2 separate regions of the Mus musculus genome follow, and region 1 is linked to region 2. A link is a contact called in public HiChIP or PLAC-seq data. All regions are on one chromosome and are shown on one strand. Each heading gives the region's core, a stretch centred on a gene start, on an enhancer-like site or on the middle of the called end of the contact. The rest is flanking DNA. Distances are from core to core; before and after follow the strand shown.

Region 1 (3,649 bases), core at 1,044-3,543, 710 kb after region 2:
CTCCTAGCTAGTAGGAACATACTGTTATTCTAGTCTCGTTTTTAATTTGTTACCCGAGATTTTTCTAATGTACTTTGATCGTATTCATTCCCTTCCCCTCACTCTGAGATCCAGCCCTGTCCATTGGATGTGAGACATTCTGCTGGCACGTGATCAACTCACAGGGGCCGTACCCTTAAAAGAATACTTACCCTCCACTTCTCAGTGCCTATCAATTGCCAATATCACCTTAACGGGGGGTGGGGCTTCATGTTCATTTCCTCTCCTCATGCTGGGATTTTACCTGTATTGACCCTATGCAGGTCCTGTTCATGTTGTCTCAACTGCTGTGAGTTAATATTTGCAACTCTTTGCTGTGGCCAGAACACAGCCTTCTTGTAATTATTCACCGCTCCTCTTACAATCTCTTTATGCTGTCTTCCACAATGACCCCCAACCCTTGGGAGGAGCATATACAATATAAACGTTTCGCTTAGAGCCGAGCATTCTCTAGTCTCTTAATCTCTGTATGTTGACCTGTTGTGGGTAATGGATTAATTGATGAGTATAACTATAAGCCATTAGGAGTCCGTTTGATGTTGTGTTCCATTTAGCAGTAGATTCTAGTAGATACTGTAGGCTATCACATAAAAAGACAAGTGCCAGGATCTTTTGGAGTTGTTGGCCAGTGAGGTCCCATAGTCCTCCTCAAACATCATAGGCTATTGAAAGTACTGCTCTTAGAGACCTCTGAGCAAATGAATGTTGTTACTGAAGGGTGAGCCCTAGGCTTTGGGTTAGATAAAAGTAGCACATGATTTAGCGACATTCTGCCAAAATTTGAGTTCATTTATCCAGTAAAGCTCTGGATAAATAAAATAAAAGTTGCCAAAAATAACCTTAAAAAAATCCAATTTTCCTATTCTACTGGATAAATTGCATGGAAAAATCCCTAGAAAATGTTGAAATTGAGACGTCCCCTCCCCACCTTCTGCCCTTTCTCATTCCCTTTTAAAGAGGGAGCATGGGTTTGATTTGTAACTCTTCTAGTTTGTATTTGATGGGATCCTTTGGAGACCTACCGGGCGAGGGGCAGAATCATCGATAGTAGCTTTTACTGTAATCTCAGAAAACTTCTTTGCTCTCCTCCAGGCCTCTACTGTTCCGAGCATGACCCATATCTGTAATAGAGCCTTCCTACCACCTGCTAAGGCTAGCCTTTCCTTTTCTTCAGAGTAGAGATAGGGCAGTGTCAAGAGACAGAGTCAACTCTTGTCACCAGCCTATTCTTTTACCTCACCCACAGGAACTTTCCTTAGGCAACTTTTTTTCCCATTCTAATGCCCTTCCCCTCTTTTCTAGAATCTCTCCAGAATACATTCAGTTCATAACCTCCTGGAGCTCCCGTGAGGCTGTGAACGCATGCAGCATCCAGTGTACACATTTCTTTCTCCAAGTGGGGAATGCTTGATGTGACGTAGTGCCAGGACAACCCTGGGACCTTGCCTCTACTGAGTTCAGCTCTCAGATCAAACAAGTCAGTAATCTTTACACCCTTGATCATGTCACTTACTTTCTCCAGGTGCTCTCATGTGCATGACAGAGATGGTAGTGTTCTAACCTTTGCAAGGATGAAATGAGGAATCGGAAAGTTCGTACTCTGGTACCCAACTGCTGGAGGTTTGCACCGCAGTGTGCATCTTACTAATATGTCATCTTGAGAAAAGTCATTCACCACTCTGAGCTCACCCCCCCCCCGCCTTAACTGGGGTTAGGGTCTACAAAGGGACTTATATTTGATCTTATGGAGTGATTTAGAAAACTTAAAGTTACTTGGAAAACTTAAAGTAGAACCTGAATGCTGGTAGGCTCTCGATTAATGTAAACTATTACTTTAGAATGGCACCCAGTGAGCCTAGATTACCTGTTGCTCCTCTGCCTGCTTATTCCTCGAGATTTAGGTGAGGCCAATCCACTTTGCAGGTGCAGGTCTGTTGGCTAAAGGGATTTTATGTAGAGCAGGCATTCAATGATTGGTGTTCAGTTCTCTTACATGACACCAATGCCTTTTGGAGGGAAGTCTTCTTGGAAAGATAGCACATTCTCTGGATTTTCAAAAGCTTATGTGCTCTAAGTGTGGGTTGGAGACTCTTTTTCTTAATTGAACACAGCAGACATTTTGTGTCATGTTGATTTCCTCAGGATATGAATCAGAGAGAAAGAAGTAAAATCTTGTCCTAGGAAGAAAGGGAGCGATTGGCAGAAGACTTGTCTCTGGTAAGGCAATTTACACACTTGTCTTTTAAGGGGTGAGTCACCATCTATGATACATTTCCCAGCAATGTCTAAGAGTTTCCAAATCTGGAGTTCACACTCGAGCCAGATAAGGGAGAGGAGAAAGGGTCTTATAATTCACCTAGTTACCACTCAGAGCCCTAAAAGGGAGCTCAATGGAAATGCGTCTCCTACAGCCCTTCTTTTAGTCACTAAGACGAAGAATTAGCTAATCATGTTCAAATTTACCACTTTCCAATAGCAAGCATTAGCATTCCAGGAAAAAAATAAGCCACCCGAAATCTCTCCATCAATCTTCATTTATTTATTTTTTAGCTATGATTTTTATGCTAGCATGCATCTTTTTATTCATTGCTTAGGCTAAGTTTATCTTATAGCGACACTGTAAACTTTTAAAAAATGACCAAGGCCTGTTTTTTCCTAATAAAAATTTGACTTTAAAAAAGTTGTCTTATGCCCAGTTCATCCAGATTACAGGGTATTGGGGACTTCTATCCTGAAAGTGTTTCTTGGCTATTCTAATAATAGAATAAAAAACACTAATATCTTGCCATCTTCACTGGGGTATGTTCAGGACTTGGCGTCATTCATGGTACGAGCTTAAGATGTTAGTTGAATGAATGAATATGGCTCTCATATGTATAGGTTTTAATAATCTTTGGTGAGCCTTCATTTCCTCAGAAACCCTGTCTGGGTGGTTACATCTTTATCTACTTCCCATCCCCACAAAAATCTTAGTTTTTTTTTTAATATATATAAAGCCAGTATATGTCTGAGTGGAGGCTTACCTTTCCCCTCAGTTCTTAGTCACAGTATTTTATTGACTTAACCTGAACATTTACTAAGCAGACATACTTGTGTTTTAAAACCCAGATCTCTAAGCTCAACCTCATACTCAAATAATGAAGAACACATGTAGATACTACTTCTAGCATGTCTTTCTGTTAGAAATCTAATTGTGTGTGTGTTTGTGTGTGTGTGTGTGTGTGTGTACAAAATACAATTTGTCCAAAGTTCACTTTCATTTTTCGCTGACTCCAAACTCATATTTCAATCACCTTTCTACAAACTTAGCCTTTTCATATTATATATATTTGAATATGAAATATGAGTATGACTTGAGGTTGAAATTTTATTTATTTATTTATTTATTTATCTATTTATTTATTCATTCATTCATTCATCTTTTTTTTATAGCATAGCACTGGGATTGAACCGAGAGCTTCACACACACTAAGCAAGCACTCTACAACCAACACAGTCCCTATACTTTTAAACTCTTTATCACCAAGATGTCCTTGATCAAATGACTGGTGGCCCAAGTGAGGACATGGCACAAGTTGTGATAAATCTTAGCTTCACTTACAGTTCTTTA
Region 2 (3,850 bases), core at 160-2,659:
ATATATATATATATACACATATATATATTAAAACAAAAAAGTAGGGTCAGGTGTTTTGGTACATTCTGTAATCCTAGCTCTTGGAACAGGAGGATAATGAATTTGATAGCTGCTGGAGCTACTTGGTAATATAATTTTTCTTTTAATTTTTTTTTTTTTAAAGAAAGGAAAGAGCCAGGCGTGGTGGCTCATGCCTCTAATTCCACTAGCATTTACGAGAAAGAAACAGGTAGATTTCTGAGTTTGAAGCCAGCCTGGTCTACATAGTGAGTTCGAGGACAGCCCAGGCTACATAACAAAACCCTGTTTCAAAACAAACAAACAAAGTAAATAAATAAATAAATAAATAAATATGCCAAGGGAGAAAAGCAATCAATAGCCTTAACCAGCTCTGAAGCTTATAGACCACAAAGATGATAGCCTGCCAAGGACAGCAGCCTTCCCATCTTGGGGACTACTAAACACTGTTTTAAGTAAAAGACATCAGAAACCAAGTTACAAAACAAAACCAACCTGAATATCTGTATCTATTTCTGTAGAACAAATTACCCCAAATTTAGTGCACTTAAAACTTTTTTTTTTTTTTTTTTTGGTTTTTCGAGACAGGGTTTCTCTGTGTCTGTGTAGCCCTGGCTGTCCTGGAACTCACTTTTGTAGACCAGGCTGGCCTTGAATTTAGAAATCTACCTGCCTCTGCCTCCTGAGTGCTGGGATTAAAGGTGTGAGCCACCATGCCTGGCACAAAACATTTTTTAAAAAAAATAATTACTTATTTATGTATGAGTACACTGTAGCTGTCTTCAGACACACCAGAAGAGGGCATCAGACCCTATTACAGATGGTTGTGAGCCACTGTGTGGTTGCTGGGAATTAAACTCAGAACTCTGGAAGCAGTTAGCACTCTTAACCACTGAGCCATCCCTTCAGGTCCCCACCCCATCCCCCTGCACTTAAAACTTCTTAGTCTCAGTTTCTGCAAGTGGCCTAGCTGGGAAGTCAGGCTCACTGTCTCCTCAGGAGAGGTTACACAGAGTGTCTGTCATCTGTGCTGCACACGTGGCAAGACCTGGAGGCTGGAGGCTACCCTCTAAAATGGCTCCCAGTGGCTGTTGGGTGCAGGCCTTCTTTCTTCACATAGGCTCTCTTAAAAAAGAAAAAAAAAACAAAAAACAAAAAACAAAAAAACAAATTCACAGCTGGCTTCCCTCATGACCTGAAAGTTCCAAGCCCCCTCTCCCCCAGCTTTTTGATGAGATGCGGCCTGACACAGGCGTTTGAGATGTAGAGACTTGAGAACTGAGAATTGTACTGATTTGTATAACCAAAGTCTCAGATGTGACCTGCCATTACTTCTGATCACGTCTGTATTTCATTTACTACGAGTGAGTCACGGGCAGTAAGAGTGTTCGGGCAGATAAGGCTCTTTGGCACCAAGCCTAATGGTCTGAAGGTCTATGTCCAGGACTCACATGGTGGAAGGAAGGAAACAACTTCCTTTAGTTGTCCTGTGGCAGCCACTGGAGAGTTGGGGGGCGGGAGGGGACGTGCCTACCCAGCACCACCCCACATGCAGCACACAAAAGAAAGAAAGAAAGAAAGAAAGAAAGAAAGAAAGAAAGAAAGAAAGAAAGAAAGAAAGAAAGAAAGAAAGAAAGAAAGCAAGCTTAAAAAAAAAAACAACCAATCAACCAAAAACTACTTTATCACTTAATGAAAGAAAGAACTGTTAAGATGTTAAAACTGGTCCAAAGGCCACTTGAGACATTAGATTAGGGACAAAGACACTTTAACTTGGAGACTGTGAAGCTTGCTGGGGCAGGCAGCAAAATAGTTAATGTTCTACAAAATCTGTGATTTCTGTGGTCACCTGTTTAGCTGGAATAGGAATCTTTCTGCTGTAAGTTGCCATCATCGAGTTACAAATTGTCAAGTACTTCTGCCCTTTCAAGTATCAGTTGTCCTACAAATTTAACAAGGTCTTCACTGAAAACGTATGAGCTGGCTTTCGTGTCAACTGAACATCTGCCCTTTTTATTTCAAGCTATGGTGTTAGTAAAAATCTTAAAGTCAGGAGGATCATAGATTCAAAATCAGTCTGGGCTATAAACCAAGGCTGGGTTTCAAACACACACACACACACACATACACACATAAATAATAATAATACCAGTTATTAGGAAGATTATGTATTGAAACAACAACAACAACAAAATGGTTCTTTAGCCTGGTGGTACATATCTATAATTCCAGTACTTAGGAGGTGGATGTAGAAAGATCCAGAATTCAATGTCATTCTCTTATATAAAGAATTTGAGGCCGAGCGTGGTGGCGCACACCTTTAATCCCAGCACTCAGGAGGCAGAGGCAGGCGGATTTCGGAGTTCGAGGCCAGCCTGGTCTACAAAGTGAGTTCAAGGACAGCCAGGACTATACAGAGAAACCCTGTCTCAAAAAAACCAAAAAAAAAAAAAATTGAGGCCAGTCTAGGCTACTTGAAACCTTGCTTCAAAGAAATATTTTTTTTCCATTTTTTATTAGGTATTTAACTCATTTACATTTCCAATGCTATACCAAAAGTCCCCCATATCCACCCACCCCCACTCCCCTGCCCACCCACTCCCCCTTTTTGGCCCTGGTGTTCCCCTGTACTGGGGCATATAAAGTTTGCAAGTCCAATGGGCCTCTCTTTCCAGTGATGACCGACTAGGCCATCTCTTGATATATATGCAGCTAGAGTCACAAAGAAATATTTTTTAAATAAACTAAAAATGGGGTGGGGGGAACTAAGTACTGCTATATTCTTGGCCAGTATAAATTCTAGCACCTTTTATTATTGTCTGTAGACTTGAAAAGAGAAAATATAGTGTAGTGAAACTTCAGAGACCACGTAAACCCTGAGTGCACGTTCTGGTAGAATGTCAAGTGAGTGTGACCTTGTAAATGGCATCATGGGCTGGAGAGATGGCTCAGTGGCTAAGAGGCCCGGAGTTCAATCTCCAGCAACCACATGCTGGCTAACAACCATCTATAATGGGATCTGATGCCCTCTTCTGGCATGCAGGTGTACATGCAGATAGAGTATGTATGTATGTATGTATATGTATATGTATATGTATATGTATATGTATATATGATAAATAAATAAATCTTTATTTTAAAAAAAAAGGCAAGTAGCATCATAGTCATAGACCAGTCATTGCTCCCTGCTGCCTCTTAGACCCAGAGACTAACTTGAGAGATTACTCTTCCTGTTTTAGATCCCTAGTGAAGTAAAATTCCATTTATACTAACTTCTTCTATACCTTATTTTGTTTCTGAAACTCTCCCTAGTTTCGTTGTTGCTGTGATATGTTGGCTGGCATTGAGGTTTTCTGGGTTTGTGGGGAAAGGAAGGTGTAGGGAACTAGAACCCAGAGCCTGGCATGTTCTAAGCAAGCAGTCAGCTTTCATTTTTCTGTGGCAAAGTCTTCAATCTAGCTGAAGCTGGACTTCAAACTCAGGAATTCCTCCTGCCTCGACTTCCCAAATGCTGAAATTACAGTGTTCCCACCAACTGGACATCCCCATGGTTCTGTAGTGTTTTGTTATACTAGTGTGCCTCAATTACAAATCCATCCTATTGATACATTGAGTGTGTGTGTGTGTGTGTGTGTGTGTATGTGTGTGTATGTATGTATGTGTGTGTAAAATTTTTCTTATTATTGAGACAGGGTCTCACTGTGCAGCCCAGAACTTCAATAGACTTTCTATATAGCCAAAGATGGATTCAAACTCACAGCAATCCCCCTGCCTCTGCCTCCATATGCTGAGATTATAGGCATGTGCCGCCATGCCTCTTATCTATTCTATT

What was found. HiChIP or PLAC-seq counts read pairs in DNA pulled down with a chosen protein or histone mark.
Region 1: a FOXA1 HiChIP or PLAC-seq map of pancreatic cancer cells shows a contact between it and region 2. The contact joins two enhancer-like sites.

Annotation. Positions count from the first base shown.
Region 1 is chr9:41,486,013-41,489,661 of GRCm38.p6, forward strand. The region is part of intron 3 of Mir100hg (Mir100 Mirlet7a-2 Mir125b-1 cluster host gene); the gene reads left to right. Among named protein-coding and RNA genes, the nearest start is that of Mir100, 44 kb to the right of the region's middle. Within about 2 kb of position 2,294, at least 29 of the 459 cell types and tissues checked have an H3K27ac peak or open chromatin away from gene starts, as enhancers often do. A contact at or near this core is called in pancreatic cancer cells, where this site is marked.
Region 2 is chr9:40,775,227-40,779,076 of GRCm38.p6, forward strand. All of the region lies in intron 5 of Clmp (CXADR-like membrane protein), which reads left to right. Among named protein-coding and RNA genes, the nearest start is that of Hspa8, 24 kb to the right of the region's middle. Within about 2 kb of position 1,410, at least 50 of the 459 cell types and tissues checked have an H3K27ac peak or open chromatin away from gene starts, as enhancers often do. A contact at or near this core is called in pancreatic cancer cells, where this site is marked.